4 separate regions of the Mus musculus genome follow, and all the other regions are linked to region 4. The links are chromatin contacts, called in public HiChIP or PLAC-seq, capture Hi-C and promoter capture Hi-C maps. All regions are on one chromosome and are shown on one strand. The core of a region is the stretch at or near the end of the contact, and the rest is flanking DNA. Distances in the headings are between cores, read along the strand shown.

Region 1 (3,791 bases), core at 1,169-3,668, 970 kb before region 4:
GCACCTCCAAGGTCAGGATGCTGTAGTTCCACACAAGCGGTTGGCGGTCACCACTTCCTTCAGGTCATTCTCTGGTTTGCCGGCCACCATAAAGGGCCACGTCTGCAAGAGAGAAAAGGGTGGAGAGGGTGAGTAGACATGGGGAGGCGGCGCAGTGCGCAGGCAGGCTAGGACCAGAGAGGCCACGGGTCTGTCGCTTCCTAGGTGTATTAATGCCAGGCAGGGTAATGCAAACAACCCCAGGAGGTGGTGGTGGTGGTGGTGGTGTGGAGGTGGAGGTGGAGGTGGGGGTGGGTGGTGGAGGTGGGAGGTGGAACAAGGGCAAAACAGGTCTCCTGGGTTCTAACTGGAACCCCGAAACAAGCCCAGACTCAGCTCTGAGGCAGATGTTCCAGGAGTTCTAGCAGGGCGGGTGGGAGGACCCTGGCCCCAACTACTCAACTGCAGATCTGTGGAGGCTCTGGTCTAGCATCCTGGCCTTTATTGACTTCCATTGATCTCCCAGTGCAATCCTAGCTATGGCCACAATTTTAAGTTAGTAGTAACCCCCGAAGGGGGTGTGCACTTATAAAAGACACAGGCACATTTTATTTGAGATCCTCCTACTAGCGAGGAAGCAAAACTGTCTCTTCCCTTTCTTTCTTCTTCCTTTTTCTGGACTGTTATAAAAAAAGTACATTCAAGTTTTTTTTTTTTTAATATTTAAAGATGAAGGTAGCAGCAATTATAAATGTTCTAATTGATAATCTCATTCTAGTTTTAGATTGTAAAAAAAAAAACACTACCCATCACAACAACAACAACAACAACAACAACAACAACAACCAAACCTTGTTATTTGGAAGGAAAATATTTTTCCTGGCGAAAAGTGTTTTAGTATCCCCTCCCCCAATTCCTGAGACAAGCTGAGTGAGAATACAATTCAAGCCTCTTTGTAAGTGCTGGCCAGAGGGATATCTAATCCTTATCATATGTAAACAAAAGTCCTCGTAAGGTGGTGGTATTCTTTGGAGCCTGCACGTTTTAAAATGAAATCAAACGAAAGAGGGAGTTAAAAACCACCTTAAACAGTAAAATACCTCTGAGAAAGTCGATTCAGGAACCAGCACTTGCTTTTCAAAAATTAGGCTCATTCATTGTGACTGGTAGTAGAACCCATGGCTGTTATTTTGTCCAGTACTAGGACCTGAGCGGATTTACTGATTGCGTTGACAGTGGCTGGAATTTCTGGGATTTAAAATGGTAATCTACTTAGCCAAACACAGAATATTTAAGTAGCTGGGGGGGGGGGGGATTTGCATAGACAGTTATGGAGGTGGAAGAACATAAATATGTCTGCATTTAATAGCCCTAAATATACCAGCGGAAAGAACTGACTTAGGTGCTTATAAGAATCGGAGGGGGAACTCAAGTTTGCTCTTAGCCAAAAGAGACAAAGTAAGATAGGTCTTCTGGGTGCCCAGCGTCTGCTCAGTTTCACGACAGAGGAAATGGCACCCTGCGCGGGGATCCCTGGTCTTTGCCAACTGAATACCCTCGGAAATCCCTTAATGGGGTGCCACGTCAAACCCTAGCACAAATCACTCGCGGGCTCGGGGCGCTTGGTGCAGAGAGCCAGGGCGCTGCGTGGAGCCCGCGCGGAGGTTCCCAGAGATGCTAGGGCGGCGATTTAACGAGTCACGCTCTCGCCCGCGTCCCCAGGCCCAGCCAGAGGCGCGGGAGGACTCACCAGGTTGACTGGGTGAATGTAACCGTTCTCGTACTTGTCGTTGGCCAGGATCTGCCTTAAGTGAGCGATGTAGCTGGACGCCAGCCTGAGAGTGTCCAGCTTGGAGAGCTTGGTGTCCGGGGGCACCCAGGGCAGGGTGGTCTTGAGCCTGGAGAAGGCCTTGCTCAGCACCCGCATGCGGGCCCGCTCACGAGCATTGGCCGCGTTGCGCTGGACCTGCTTGCCCTCCTGGCTGACCCCGCTGAGCGGGCTTTTCTTAGTGGGCGCCTTCCTCCTCTTGCCTAGGCCACCGCGACCCTTCTGTGGAGACCCGTTCTCGCAGTTGGAGCCCTCCTCGGTGCTCTCGTTGGAAGTTCCAAACTCCTTGTTGGAGTCCACTTTCAGGGAGTCACAGTCCAGCATCTCCACCTCTTGAAGGTCTTCTACATCGCTGAGGGAGCCAGTGGACATGTTTAGAGAGGTGGAGGGAGGGAGGGAGAGAGAGACGCTGAAACGGAAACGAAAGGGTCTCAAAAGTTTGGAGCTGCCACTTCGTGTGTTGGGTTTGAGGTGGGATCTGGCAGTCCCGTCCCCCAGCTTTCCCTTTACAGAGTCGTGGAAAACGATCACAAGGGATCCCGCGACAGGGAAACCAGTGCTCTATCTCCCCACCACTGGAGTCCTGGCCTTAACGGAGAGTGAAAGAGCGCCGAGGAATTTGGTGGACACTAAGAATTTATCTGGGGAATAGAGAGGCGGATCCATGCAGCCCAGGGGAGGGGCCTGCTAGGCCCAACAGACTTCCCAGACCCCTTTCACAAGCACAGGAGACTTCACGCTCAGACCTGGTTTCCAGCAACCGATTGCAACATGCCTGTACCGGATTCCTTCTTCCTCTCAAGTCAAGGAGTAACTTAGAACCATTGCCGAGACTCATCTCCTAAGGCCCCTTTCCTTTGAGGGAATCCCAACTGATTGCTCTGAGAACTCAGAGAAAGGGCCAGACCCTTTGCTCTAAGTGGCCTTTCCCCCTAAAACATCTCACAGTCACTCTTCCTCCCAAGAAATAACAATCAAAACCCTGCAGCCCTTAGTTAATACCGGCTAAGACCACAGGGCTTTACCAAGACTGCATTACCGTGCACTGGCTAACACAGAAGTCATAGGTCCTATTTGTCCGGACGAGAAGAGGCGTATTTTACCAAACCAAATGTTTGAAAGGAAAATGCTGATCGCTGGGACGATTTTTTTTTCCAGATGCATTTTACTGTTTAAAATTTACCTGAGGTAAATAGGGGAAGGAAGTGGTAGAAAGAAATTACTGGAGAGAAGGAAGGGAGAGAGGGTGAGAAGGAAGGAGGGAGGGAGGGAAAATAAGAAAAAGAAAATCCATTACCATCCAGTCTCTTTGAAGGTATCAGGGAATTGCTAGTGCATAGGAACACACTTGACTACTGAACACACATGTACACACAAACACACACACACACACACACACACACACACACACACACACCATACATGCAGTTGACTGGGAATGGGCAGGCGATGAGAGAGGTTATATGGATTTGTGGAACATATTTTGCGAGCTGAGAATCTTTCCAGTGAGATGCAACTCACTTCTCTCCTGTCTTAAAGAAGACTCTGTGGCTCCTGGCAGCCTCTCTTTGCCTGACACCTTTTGTAAAGACTGTATATTTTCTTCTTGTGCTTGCTTTCTCTTCTCCCATCCTCTGGGCTACTAGGGTTCCTCATAGAGAGCTGGCCTAATAAAACACAAAACAGGACTCATGGCTTTGGAGAAAGAACCTTTCCCATCCTTCATTCCAGCTGGGACTGTCTTTCTCAGGGAATGATAGTCATCTGGGAGGTAAGAAGAAAAGCAAAGGGAACAGGAACCCAGGGACTGAATGAAGGGAGATGAAATGGTTTTTGTTTTTTCCCCTCAGGAAAAAAAAAAAAAAAAAAAAAAAACCACTGTCAGATTTCGTAACCTTACAATTAGGCACTGAGGATTGGGGGCAGGAGCTAAGAGTAACTCTCTCCATGGCTGACTCTGAGTCCAAGCCACTCTGTTACACTT
Region 2 (3,730 bases), core at 1,098-3,597, 940 kb before region 4:
AAAGACTGGGGTGGGGTGGGGGATGGGTCTCACTTAAAACACCCTCAACTCTGAACTCTCAATATTTTGAAGATGCTACTTCTTAGCTAATAAACTTAATGCAATCTCCATGAGAATGTGTGCAGACCTTTAACAAGCTTGAGAACCCAGTCCTCATATTGCCTTAACATTTGAAAGGGTAAGTACTAAGCTTATGCAGGAGAATGGTGCGCTCTATTAGCGCATCTTAGGAATACTCATTAATTTAAATAATTGTTTCTTGATGCCCAAGTAGACAGACACACTTTTAAACTTATATGACTTCATGAATCCAAATGCAGGTGCAAACTTATGGAGTAAGTGAAATTTTAGATGAATGAAAAATGTATTTGTTCATTAAAAAAAAGTTAACTAAGCCAGACATGACAACACATGCCTGTAATCACAATCTTCTGGAGTTTGAAGCAGGAGGACTGCCACGAGCCTGAAGCCAGCCTGGGCTACAAAATGAATTCTAGATCAGCCTGGGTTATAAAGTGAGACACTGTCAAAAAACAAAACAAAACAAAACAAAACAAAACAAAACAAAAACAAAAACAAAAAAAATCTCCCCCAAAACCCAAAGCAAATAAAAGAAATACAAAACCAAAACACAAAACAAAATGAGAAGAATATGACAAAAAACTTGATGTCTTAGGATGTTCTTCTGTGACATAATTGAGAAAGTCATTGATTTTCAGGTTTTTTTTTTTGTTTCTATAACTTTTTTTAAAAATAAGGCAGTTTCATAGATCCTTAATTCTTCCTCTCAAACAAATTCCTCCAAACAGAGTTTAAGTGTTGCCCTGTAGCTCAGGATGGCCTGAAGCTCACCAATTAGCCCGGGCTGTCTTTGAACTCCTGACAATCCTTCTGCTGAGTGTCACAGTACAGTGAGGACAGGAAATGAGCACCACTGCCAGCTTCATGGAATACTATAGAATTCCTACAATCGAGACTGGATTTTTATTATACATGCATATTGATTTTTTTCTTTTGTTGTTTAGGCATCTGTAGAGAAGATCAATGTTGTTCCTTTTATTGGCTAAAATAACTACAAGGATGAGGATAAAAAGGAATTGATTCTTTTAATTTCCATGATGCCTGAAGTACTTTCAGCCACTTTTGAAATGGGTCCCTCAACTCTCCACTATTGTCATAGGGGACCTGGCTGAGACAGGATAGGTCTGCACAGACCCTGGGAACTTCTCCAGTGCTCCTGCTGAGGGTAGCAGACTTAGAGAAGTCCCTACAGTTTATTATCATTCTTTACACAAAAGCGGGATAATTTAGCATTCCCTCTCCAACCAAATTGGTTCTATCTCATCAGCCAACGATGCAAACACCTCCATGTAACAATGTCAAATTAAGCCACCCTGGAGGAGGGGGAGAGCTGGGACTGTGATAAATGACCGGTCAGTTCATTGTTTTCTTTCCAAGAGAAACCACAGCCAGGTTCCACTTTATCTCACCCTGACTTTTAACAAGATAGATAGCCACGCAAAATTTTCAGGTTCAAATAGTTTCCATCAAAGGGACTAAAAACCTTCACATTCTGGCTACACAGAACCTTCATCATTTTAACAGAAGGGATTTGATTTCTCTTACTGTATAAAAAGGAGCTTGATTCAGACCACTTTCCTAATCTCAGGGCTTTAGCCAGAACAAAAGTGAAGAAATAAACCATATTGTTTTAATCTCAGCGAGAGTAACAAAAGAATGTTGTTCCCAACCTTTGACGCAGTTTTTATTTAGAGTTGGGTATTATAGATTCACAGCACACTTGCATTAGCCTTAAAGTTGAGGCAAAACTGTACTGAAAGCAGTACAATGCTGGTAAAATTAATTGTCTGCCTTTGCATTTGATTGTATTACAACTTAGAATTTTATCCACCCATTTTGCTGGTGAATAGAGCAAATGTATTTTAAACAGATTTTAACGCAGCAGTGAATATAACATCGAAAAATCTGAAAATGAATTAAGTTCATAAATATAGAGAAAATGTCGGCAGTAGCTTGAATTTTTCAGATTAAGTACTGGACCGTTAAAGGCAAAGGCTGTAATTAGTGGGGGATGGGGGTGGATCCCGATTCCATGATACCGAGGTTATCTTCAGTTAAGAACCCAAGATATATAAAGGACACCGGGAGGCTGCCAACCCAAAGGATTTTTACTCAGGAAGGCCCTTCCGGTATCGGGTCACTAGTAGGACACCAGAGCTGGATATCAGATTTGATGACCTGACCGGAACCTGGAGAGACAGGATCCAGGGAGAAGACACTGATCCCCACCCTAACTTCCAGGCCCTGCAGGCAGCACAGCCAATCCCCTCAAACAGGGAAGGGGCACCCTGCCCTCAGGGCTGCAGGGACCCGTGCATGTGTGGTCGCTTCTGGGCATGCCCCTTGGGGATCAGCAGTGCGTGGGTGGCTCCTGCCTTCTGCTCTGGCATCTCCCAGGGTCACCCTGGACCGAACTCTTGGGTTGCTCAATTTATCAAGGCCTCACATGCATTGGATCAATAGCGGTCTTTCCCGACCTTTAGGACGACTAGTTCACTTAAATAGCATTCACTTTTGCTGTGCTCTTCAGTCCTTCGCCTGGTTTCAAACGTTCTGCCTTTTCTGCCGCCAGGGAGGGCTCTGTGGAAATGTCAACCAACTTTATGGGGCCCCCAACAGTCTCCTTTCACACTGCTGGGCTCCGGGGATAACTGGGAACAGTGGCAGATGTCCCAAACACTAAGGGGAGCTCAGCCTCTTGGAGTGCCCTCTATGTTGTCCAGGGCAAAGGATGTAGGTAAATCTCACAGTGCAGCTCCTCTCCTTTGTCTGGAGGGTGGGAACCGTGCTGTCTGCCCCACTCTCTCCCGGGAATCTTGGTTATTCCTGGATCATTCCCATTCCCTCTGCACTAAGCCTAAGAAATTATTAAGTGTCTTCTTCAACCTAAAGCCAAGCAACCCGGAGCTTCCGATTTCCTCTGAAATCTTTAAAGCTTTGATCCCACATTTGCAGCTCGGTTTCCCCCACCCTACCGTGCTCCTCTGGGATTCCCTCTGGTTCCTTGCTCAAAATACCTGCTGGCGCCAGAGGAAATTCACTTGTAACAGATACCCAGGGAGTGTAAAAGCAACACCCCATTTCCAGGGTCATGTTCCTCCCCCCACCCACCCCGTCTTCTGACCCATCAACGTGTCGCTTAGCGAGCCCCAACACCCGGAATTACTGTGGGTCCTTAGCGCGCTCTGGACGATCCGGGCCCTTTTAATAGAGTTGATGATTGCTATCTTGCACTCGGCGCGTCTCCTGCACTCCCTCTCCCTTGGTGCCTTCCATCCCCACAGCAGCGCAGGGAACGAGGGGGAGTCTGTGAAATAAACCTGTGGTCAGAACTGATCCGCAGGTCACTTTTGTGAGACTCTGGAAAGATTTTAAGTAAACTTCAAAGCATCTGAAATAAGAGAAATATTACATTTGTTTCTAAAACTGTTATTGAAATGGAAAACAAAGAACCCAACTAACACACACACACACACACACACACACACACACACACACACACACACCAAATCACACTTATAAAGTATCGGATGTAGATTTACCAGGTGATCTCATTCTACAATCTGTTTACTTTGTTTTTTCTTTTTTGCATTTCGCATGCAAAGTGAGCCGCAGGCTGTGAAGAAAATCCTGTTACATAAATGCAAAT
Region 3 (3,326 bases), core at 211-2,710, 580 kb before region 4:
TCTGTTTCCAATTTCCCTTATTTCTTATTGAAGTCTCTCCTGTGTTCTTAACATTCCTAGACTACTGTCTGTCATGAAGTTCAAGTCTGTTTTCCAAAGGGAAGATTGCCAGAAAATCAAATGTTGTGGTTGCCTGGTTTTCTCTAGCATTCTTTGGAGGTTTTGCAAAGGAGGTAGAGATAGGGAATAAATACATTGACCAAAATGAAGAACTAACCGTGAAAACGATATCAAGATGAGCTTTTACTTACGGATGACACAAACGCTCCCAGAAGTACCTTTCCTAGCTTTATGCTGTAGTTTTCATTGCTGCTGGTAGTTTGGATCCTGCTAATAAGCATTTATGACACAAATTAGGAATGTATTACTAGAACAACACAATGTGCATGCTACCGGCCTGTGTGGTGGATAGGTCATTACTCCTCTGACTTTTTGAGGAAAAATGTTCTCCTCAACATTTCACTTGTAAAGTAGTGAAGATAGTTCTCCTCCCAGAGTCTGTCTCCTCGGGGGATTCTGCAAACACTTTGGATAATGAGTTGGATTTGTTGAGAATTCTTTCATGTGGTTACATGGCAGATGGACTGACTGAACAGTCATGTGAGGGTAAGAAGAGAAACACTTCTGTGTGGTTTCTGGATTCTGCATATAAGACTGGGTAAATCTTAGCAGGATTTTAGTTACAGACGGGCTCGGCAGGGTTGCATCACAGAGGCATCCTGAAGTCATGGGAAAGCTGAGAATCAAAGTGATGGACTTTGGGCATGAACTTACCATGTGCTGGGTGGAGGTTTGGGGAAGTTCCTTTAATTCACTAGCTCCACTTTTGAAAGATTAGGCAGCCCATTCTCAAATGGTGTACACTTAACATTAAGCAGTCTCATTTGTTTCTAGGAAGTCTGATCATTTTGCACAACTAAAACCTTTGTGACATTGCCTAACGCCCCCTAATTACTCTCGTTAGTCGTGACATGAGAATTAGTCACAGCCTTCGTCAGAGCCAAGTTCCTTCTCCCCATATGTGTGTGATTGAGGGTTAATTTGAGTTCTGTTGTCAAGGGGTTTGATGCTGGTTTTGACTGCGTGTGCTCACGCACGAGAGCAAGTGTGTGTGTGTGTGTGTGTGTGTGTGTGTGTGTGTGTGTATCACTTCCAGTGAAGAGCAATTTGGTAAGTAGTAAAAAAAAGAAAAAAAAAAAAAGAAAAAGTTCACCTTCACTAGCTCCACTTTGATCTTGTGAAATCCCTTCTCAACCTGGGTTTAATTGTGAGTGCAATAGAATTGGTGGCTCCATGATTCTTAGATCTCTCTGTGTAGCTGTCAGGTTACATACAAGAAAGCTTAGCTCCTGCTGGCACAGAAATCCTGAAGTCTGGATCACTCGCCAAGGGATGAAGCCAGCGTGTTGTGGAAGAATCTACAGCCCCCACATTTGCTGAGGCACTAGTCATAACTGCCAAGATGTTGAAATAACCGAATTAGTCATTAATGTCAACTGACTGTCTCCATCAGATTAGCCTATGCACATGACGAGGGGCACTCTTGGATTGTTAGTGGATCTAGGGAGCCCAGCCCATTGACTGCAGTGTCATATCTAGGCAGGTGGCTCTTTGATGTAGAAAAAGGTACTGAGCAAAACAACAGGAGCAGAAAAGCAGAAATACCCATCCAGTCTTACTACTGGCATGGTGTATAAATAATTTTACAGAGTAGAGATGCTGGTGTGAGCTTCCCTGGTCTCCCACAGGCTCTCTGCATGGTTGTCCTGTGCTGTACAGCAAACCTTAGCTACCTGTGGCTGCACTGGTGTAAGACGGTGAAAACGAAGGAATCGGCTTGCTTCTCAGTGTGCTAGTCTCAGCTCAGTCGCTCATTGGTTGAGTGTAGCTAGTGCCCACTGCACAAGACAACACATCTAAAAGGACATCCCCATCATCTCAGAAAGTGTACTGGACAGCACCACCCACCACAGAAAGAAAACAAATCGAAATTGTTTGTTCTTCAGTTCTCAGCCCTTTGATGGTGTTTAGGTCAGGATGCCCCCAACTCCTCTGCCTCCCACCCTGTCATTTAGCAGCCCTTCTCATCCTCACTGTGCTTGAGCTGACCACACAGCTCCTTAAACACCAGCAGTTGCTACCCCAGGACCTTTGCACATGCTGTTTTCTCTCCTTGATACTCTTCCCCTGGTATCTGCATAAGTATTTCTTTCAACTCTTACTTCTGTTCCTTCACTGAAGACCTCTCACATAATGTCTTCTTTTCCTGATATACTATTGCCAATGGCATTTATTATCACACAGTGTATTGATTACTACATCAGTCTTTATTATAATCTGTTTCTCTTAATTAGAATTTAAGTCCCCACAGGGAAAATTTGTTAGTGTACTTTAGCATCATCCTTTCTGCTTGAGAAATCAATGAGTTGAGAGTGCTGGTGTGCATCAAAGAGCTAGTAACTCCTGAGCATGGTTGTTGAAATCGGTGTGCCAGTCAGGGCTTCCTGAAGAGGCCAGGGCGAGTTTGTAAACAGTCTTAGGCATTTTACAAATTTGCTGTTGGCTACTCCACTTCACTCTCTATTCTATAGATAATGTATTTCAACAAGAACCTGGTGATTTCTAAGAGGTGTTTTCATTCAGGGTTTCTGTTTGGGAAGGTTGTGGCCAAATGGTCCTGGTCCATTCATTCTTTTACACAACAGATGCACAACACCCTTTCATGAGCCAGAAAACAGGGATTAAAAAACCTATTCCCTACCAACTCAAAGTCTACTTGCAAGGCAGAAGTCACAACACTCTAGCACTGTGTGAAAAGAACATTGAATTAGAGAACACAGGGCAGACAAACCAGCAGGCAGATGCCTCTAACCCATGAGAGAAAGGAGCTGCTTCCAGGTGAACTGGGCTCATAGATGAGGAGGAACCACGATGGTGTTGTCAGGCAGAAAGCTGGGCAGGCTTAAAAGCATCCACACATGTGAGAGGGGGACTGAGAGGTCACAGCAGCCTTTGAAACAGGAGTTCCAATTCCCATTTGCAACCTCACAGGAAGAGCCAAGGGATGGAAAGGTAGCTGGAGGCAACATGTGAGTGTGGAAGGATTCCAGAACTCACCAAAAGTGACTCCTGTTGGGACTGAACCCACGAGGGCATTTGTTAATAACTGAACACCCTGAAAATTAATGTCTTATTTTATGCTAGAAAAAACTTGATTAAGATGGTAATTAAAATTTTTCACTATGACTGAAGACGAAGAAGATGAAGCTGTTAGTGGTTGTTATATTAGGTAAGAGAACTGTGTATATTTCCTAACTATATTATCT
Region 4 (3,768 bases), core at 1,243-3,742:
AACCAACTAGAACACTAGAAAATTAGGACTTGGATGCAAACAGGGTTCAGAAATTTAAGCATGTCTACATTTACCCCTGGGGAACCTGAGTCCCAAATCTTCCCCCACACTTAACCCTCTAATCCATCTTTCTACCCCAATCTAACCTTGTACCGTTATTACCAACCCTGGATATCTACTCAGTGTAATTTACCTCTCAACCTGTCATGGCATGTAACCAGAAATTTTAGCAATTATCTATAGTTCTGGCTGCCCAGTGTGCCTAATTCTGAGGCCTGTGTTCTCCAGTTTAAAGCTTTGATGCGTCTCCTTTGTCCATCAAAAATACTAAGCCCAAAGCCCAATTTTAGTTGTGTATGTAGCCTTGGCAGTCATTTACCCAACGAAAATAGTAAGAGCAGACAGGTACTTCCAATCCACTATCACCTGAGTAAGCACATCCCATTTTATACCAGCAAACAAGAAATACAAGAGAAAAATCAGCCAAAATTTATTTATTTCTTGCACTTGAAGTATTCCTCGATGACATCCTTGGCCTGAGATTCTTTGCCATAGTCCTTAAAAAAATTAAATGCGAATTACTTTCAGTATTAAATTCCGATCAGCTATTTGATTCAGTCTTCCCAATAATACTGTAGCCACTTTCAGGGACCTTAAAGGCTTCAGCTGCCCCTAAGGCTCGTACCATGGCATTAATATTGCCAGCCCTTTCTAAATTTCTGCAGAAACATTGAGATAAGCAGATTAATTGGCTGGCTTTCAAATGATGGCTTATCTTTACAGAAGGTTTAAATCTTGTCTTTAAAACTTGTTTCCACTAAAGGGCCATCAACATTTTAAAGAGAAAAGCAAGACTTACCTTAACCACTACGCAACTGCAACCAACCACCTTCCGTGGTTTGCCCTCTCGATCGATTTTACAGAGGCCTACCCATTCCCCTAGTTTCTTGTTGTCATCAACCTATCAAAGACAAAAGCAATTACTAACAAGGATTGAAACTAGTAAAAGCTGACCCTCAACATTCCCAGGGTGGCTGTTTCAGGAGGGTGACGTGCAGTTTCCTCAGCGAGATTCAGAAGAGGGAGACTGTTTTCATCATGTACAGCCCACGTGAAAATCATCAAAACTACCATGCAAGTTAGTGCTGGTGCCTGTGGCTCAACACCATTATCACTAAGGCTTACCTTTATCAGGTTGATTTGGTGCTCAGCACAAAGTGCCTCCACCAGCTTGACATACATGGGCTCATCACAGTTGGATGCGAGCACACACAGATGGGCTTGGCGCCTAAAATGCAAAACTCAAAGGTGAAACCTTCAAGGGTCTTCACTGTGCTAGTAAACCTGACCACACAGGATTTACTGTACCAAACTGCAGACTAGCCATTCACTTTCCCTGTACAAACTTAGATACCAATACCACACATTATAATAGGAAACCTATTTATGGCCAAAGGAAACTATGACCACTTTCAGGGTATTTCCAACTTGAAAGCTGATCCAAAGCAGTCCTGTGCAGGAAGCACTGTAAATATTCACAACAGCATCCAAAATCACCTGACTTTACCTCAAACAGTAGAATACACGTGCATAAGCCTAATAAACCATGCATGTTCTCAAGTCTCCCGGATATAGCTAGATTTCCCCGACACCACAATATTGTCGTTTAAGTATTTGCAAACTAAATAATGATGCCCCCCCCTTTTCCATCTTCTAGCAAAACTACCGGACTATCTATCCCCACGAGCTACAGGTTTGTCAGACTAGCTGTTTCTCACCCATGAACGGGGTGAAGGGGTATCCGACAATTCAAGTCATCATGCAAACACTGTAGCTTTACAAAACTACTGCTCGTCATCCCCGATCCACACAGCAACCCACACATCCTAAGTGGGCTAGAGTTGATACCTTTTCCTAGGTTTCCTGCTGGCCGGATGACATTCAGAACTTTTGTGCTAACAGCATGAACTTCACGCTCTCTTCCCTTGGCTGCTGCAGTCTTTGTTCCGGCTGCAACACCCCACAGTATTGAGACTGAGACACGTACTTGTCTAAGGCTTTGGCAGCTTCGCGTATGCCACGTGCTAGGCCATCGTGGATGAGGGCGGTCTTCAGCACCTCTTGTAGAGCAGTGTTGACGTCCATTACACCTCCAGCAGCTATGCTGGAATGCAGACAGAGACGTTAGGACCCTCGGCAGGCTAGGGATGGGGAACTAGCATGGAGAAAAGCCCAGACCAGCGCCGCCCGCGGGAGGCCCACGCCCCACTCGCTCACCCTTCCTCGGCCATGGCGGTGAATCACGGGTGACGCCGAATCTTGAACGCACTGAAAGACAAAACATCAGTAAATCGCCCGTTAAGACCCAAGTACTTCACTTTTGAAGCCAAGGCGCAGTAGACACGCTATCGCCGGCGCACGAGCTGGGATCACACTCACCCCGAGCTTCCGCCTCCGCGCAAGTCGGCGGCGGCAGGGGAAAAGGCCGGCGGTGGCCGCATGACGGTATTTAAGCGCTCCGCTCGACTTCTGTGCGCATGTGCAACTCCTCCCACTAAAGAGGTGGCTCCGGTGGTGCCGTGCCTTAGGAGTTTCCACTTCCGCCTTTAGGAGCGTCCGTGGTAAGAACGCGGCTGGATTTCTAGCAGGCATCGCAGCGGGCAGCCTTTGCCCAGGGGGCGTGGACCACAGAGGTCCCACGATCCGCTCCTACGGAACACGAGAGGAGCCAAACTACTGCCGTTTTCTTCGCTGCTGAATTACTTTGTTTTAAGCAGTTTTTCCACGTCTTATCGTGAAGTTTCCTGTTGCCAATACTGGCCGATTAGGCTGAGTGTGTCCACATTTTGGTCCTTTGGTTTTTAGCCTCTCTGAGTGGCTGTGATTTGTGTATGATCACAAACCCCACTGCTTTGCAACGTGTTTAAGCAGACCTTGCGGCCAGGTCAGATCCCGGTCTGAATGCAACCGGTTCTGAATGAACATTTAGGTAATGACCCTAGTTTTTTTCCCGAGTCGCAGCTTCGCAGACACTGGATCCCTGAGGTACATGTTAAACTCTCACTGTGGATCTGTCACTAAATTCCACCGAGGATTCGGCTACCAGGAGTGGAACTCCAGAATCTTAAAGCCAGTTCCCGCCTACGCCGACAAATGCATTTTAATTTCGAAGGAATCACTCGCTCTTCTACTTCCAAAGCAAATACACAAGACATCTCTCTCAGAAGATATCCCCGAAGCCAACCAGAGCTTCTGATGGCCAACCTGGTGGATACAGTGATCATTGTCGGGCTCATGAATTTCATGAGGATATAAGAAAGTTGATGGAAGTTTTAGCTTTTCCAATAAACGTTTGGGTTTCACCCCTAAAGCCTCATGCTTGCTTCCTTACCCCTGCAATTCAAAAAAGTATTTAATAGGTGGTTAGTTTCTGTGGGCGTATTTCTGCCAGTGTCTATGGTGCTGTTTTAAAGATGAGAGACGGCGGACACTTAAAAGTCTGCATTTTAAAAGATAAAGCTAGTATTTTAGCCAAAGAGTAACATACCAGAATGCCACGGTGCTGGGGAGTGGAGATGATGTGGGAACGCAGGGGATTTGGAGTTTATGGCAGCATTTAAAAGAGGTTTTAACTAGAGTTCCAGCCAGGTAAGTGCAGGAAGAATATTCAGACAGGAAGAGAGAGCAGGAAGGCACACGTGCCTTTTGGCTGTTTTGGAAGTGATTTTGAAACATTACACAGTCGGAAAAGAATGTGGTTAAGTAGAG

Evidence for each region. Promoter capture Hi-C pulls out the DNA fragments that hold promoters and counts their contacts. HiChIP or PLAC-seq counts read pairs in DNA pulled down with a chosen protein or histone mark. Capture Hi-C pulls out chosen DNA fragments and counts their contacts.
Region 1: a capture Hi-C map of embryonic stem cells shows a contact between it and region 4, with 5 times the contacts expected there. The contact joins the promoter of Tcf21 here to the promoter of Rps12 in region 4. A contact is called at or near these places in 12 of 39 promoter capture datasets (the C10 cell line, cranial neural crest, embryonic stem cells and 7 more), 4 of 484 Hi-C or Micro-C datasets (nephron progenitors, uterus and ventricular fibroblasts), 15 of 115 datasets of contacts at active chromatin or transcription factors (astrocytes, bone marrow-derived macrophages, cardiomyocytes and 9 more) and 2 of 9 other capture datasets (adipose tissue and embryonic stem cells).
Region 2: an H3K4me3 HiChIP or PLAC-seq map of neural tube shows a contact between it and region 4, with 5 times the contacts expected there. The contact joins the enhancer-like site here to the promoter of Rps12 in region 4. A contact is called at or near these places in 4 of 39 promoter capture datasets (the 3T3-L1 cell line, the SN4741 cell line, liver and 1 more), 1 of 484 Hi-C or Micro-C datasets (palatal mesenchyme), 9 of 115 datasets of contacts at active chromatin or transcription factors (bone marrow-derived macrophages, craniofacial prominence, embryonic forebrain and 5 more) and 1 of 9 other capture datasets (adipose tissue).
Region 3: a contact with region 4 is called in a promoter capture Hi-C map of second pharyngeal arch cranial neural crest, with 5 times the contacts expected there. The contact joins the enhancer-like site here to the promoter of Rps12 in region 4. A contact is called at or near these places in 4 of 39 promoter capture datasets (the 3T3-L1 cell line, hippocampal neurons, maxillary cranial neural crest and 1 more), 8 of 115 datasets of contacts at active chromatin or transcription factors (the 230-238 cell line, astrocytes, bone marrow-derived macrophages and 4 more) and 1 of 9 other capture datasets (embryonic stem cells).

What each region holds. Positions count from the first base shown.
Region 1 is chr10:22,817,725-22,821,515 of GRCm38.p6, forward strand. Tcf21 (transcription factor 21) reads right to left here and starts at 2,419. Exons shown (of 2, transcript NM_011545.2): 1 at 1,730-2,419; 2 at 1-102. The coding sequence starts at 2,179. The coding sequence ends at 13. All of the region lies in intron 4 of Gm10824 (a long non-coding RNA gene), which reads left to right.
Region 2 is chr10:22,840,859-22,844,588 of GRCm38.p6, forward strand. All of the region lies in intron 1 of Gm51761 (a long non-coding RNA gene), which reads left to right. Among named protein-coding and RNA genes, the nearest start is that of Gm46217, 10 kb to the right of the region's middle. Within about 2 kb of position 2,348, at least 11 of the 459 cell types and tissues checked have an H3K27ac peak or open chromatin away from gene starts, as enhancers often do. A contact at or near this core is called in neural tube, where this site is marked.
Region 3 is chr10:23,202,656-23,205,981 of GRCm38.p6, forward strand. All of the region lies in intron 3 of Eya4 (EYA transcriptional coactivator and phosphatase 4), which reads right to left. Among named protein-coding and RNA genes, the nearest start is that of Gm24655, 37 kb to the left of the region's middle. Within about 2 kb of position 1,461, at least 60 of the 459 cell types and tissues checked have an H3K27ac peak or open chromatin away from gene starts, as enhancers often do. A contact at or near this core is called in embryonic fibroblasts and second pharyngeal arch cranial neural crest, where this site is marked.
Region 4 is chr10:23,784,717-23,788,484 of GRCm38.p6, forward strand. Rps12 (ribosomal protein S12) reads right to left here and starts at 2,493. Exons shown (of 6, transcript NM_011295.6): 1 at 2,440-2,493; 2 at 2,278-2,328; 3 at 2,048-2,164; 4 at 1,186-1,288; 5 at 860-961; 6 at 467-557. The coding sequence starts at 2,291. The coding sequence ends at 495. It overlaps LOC115487513 (a small nucleolar RNA gene), which reads right to left and starts at 1,827; the gene lies at 1,754-1,827. Snora33 (small nucleolar RNA, H/ACA box 33) reads right to left here and starts at 735; the gene lies at 631-735. It overlaps Snord100 (small nucleolar RNA, C/D box 100), which reads right to left and starts at 1,105; the gene lies at 1,038-1,105.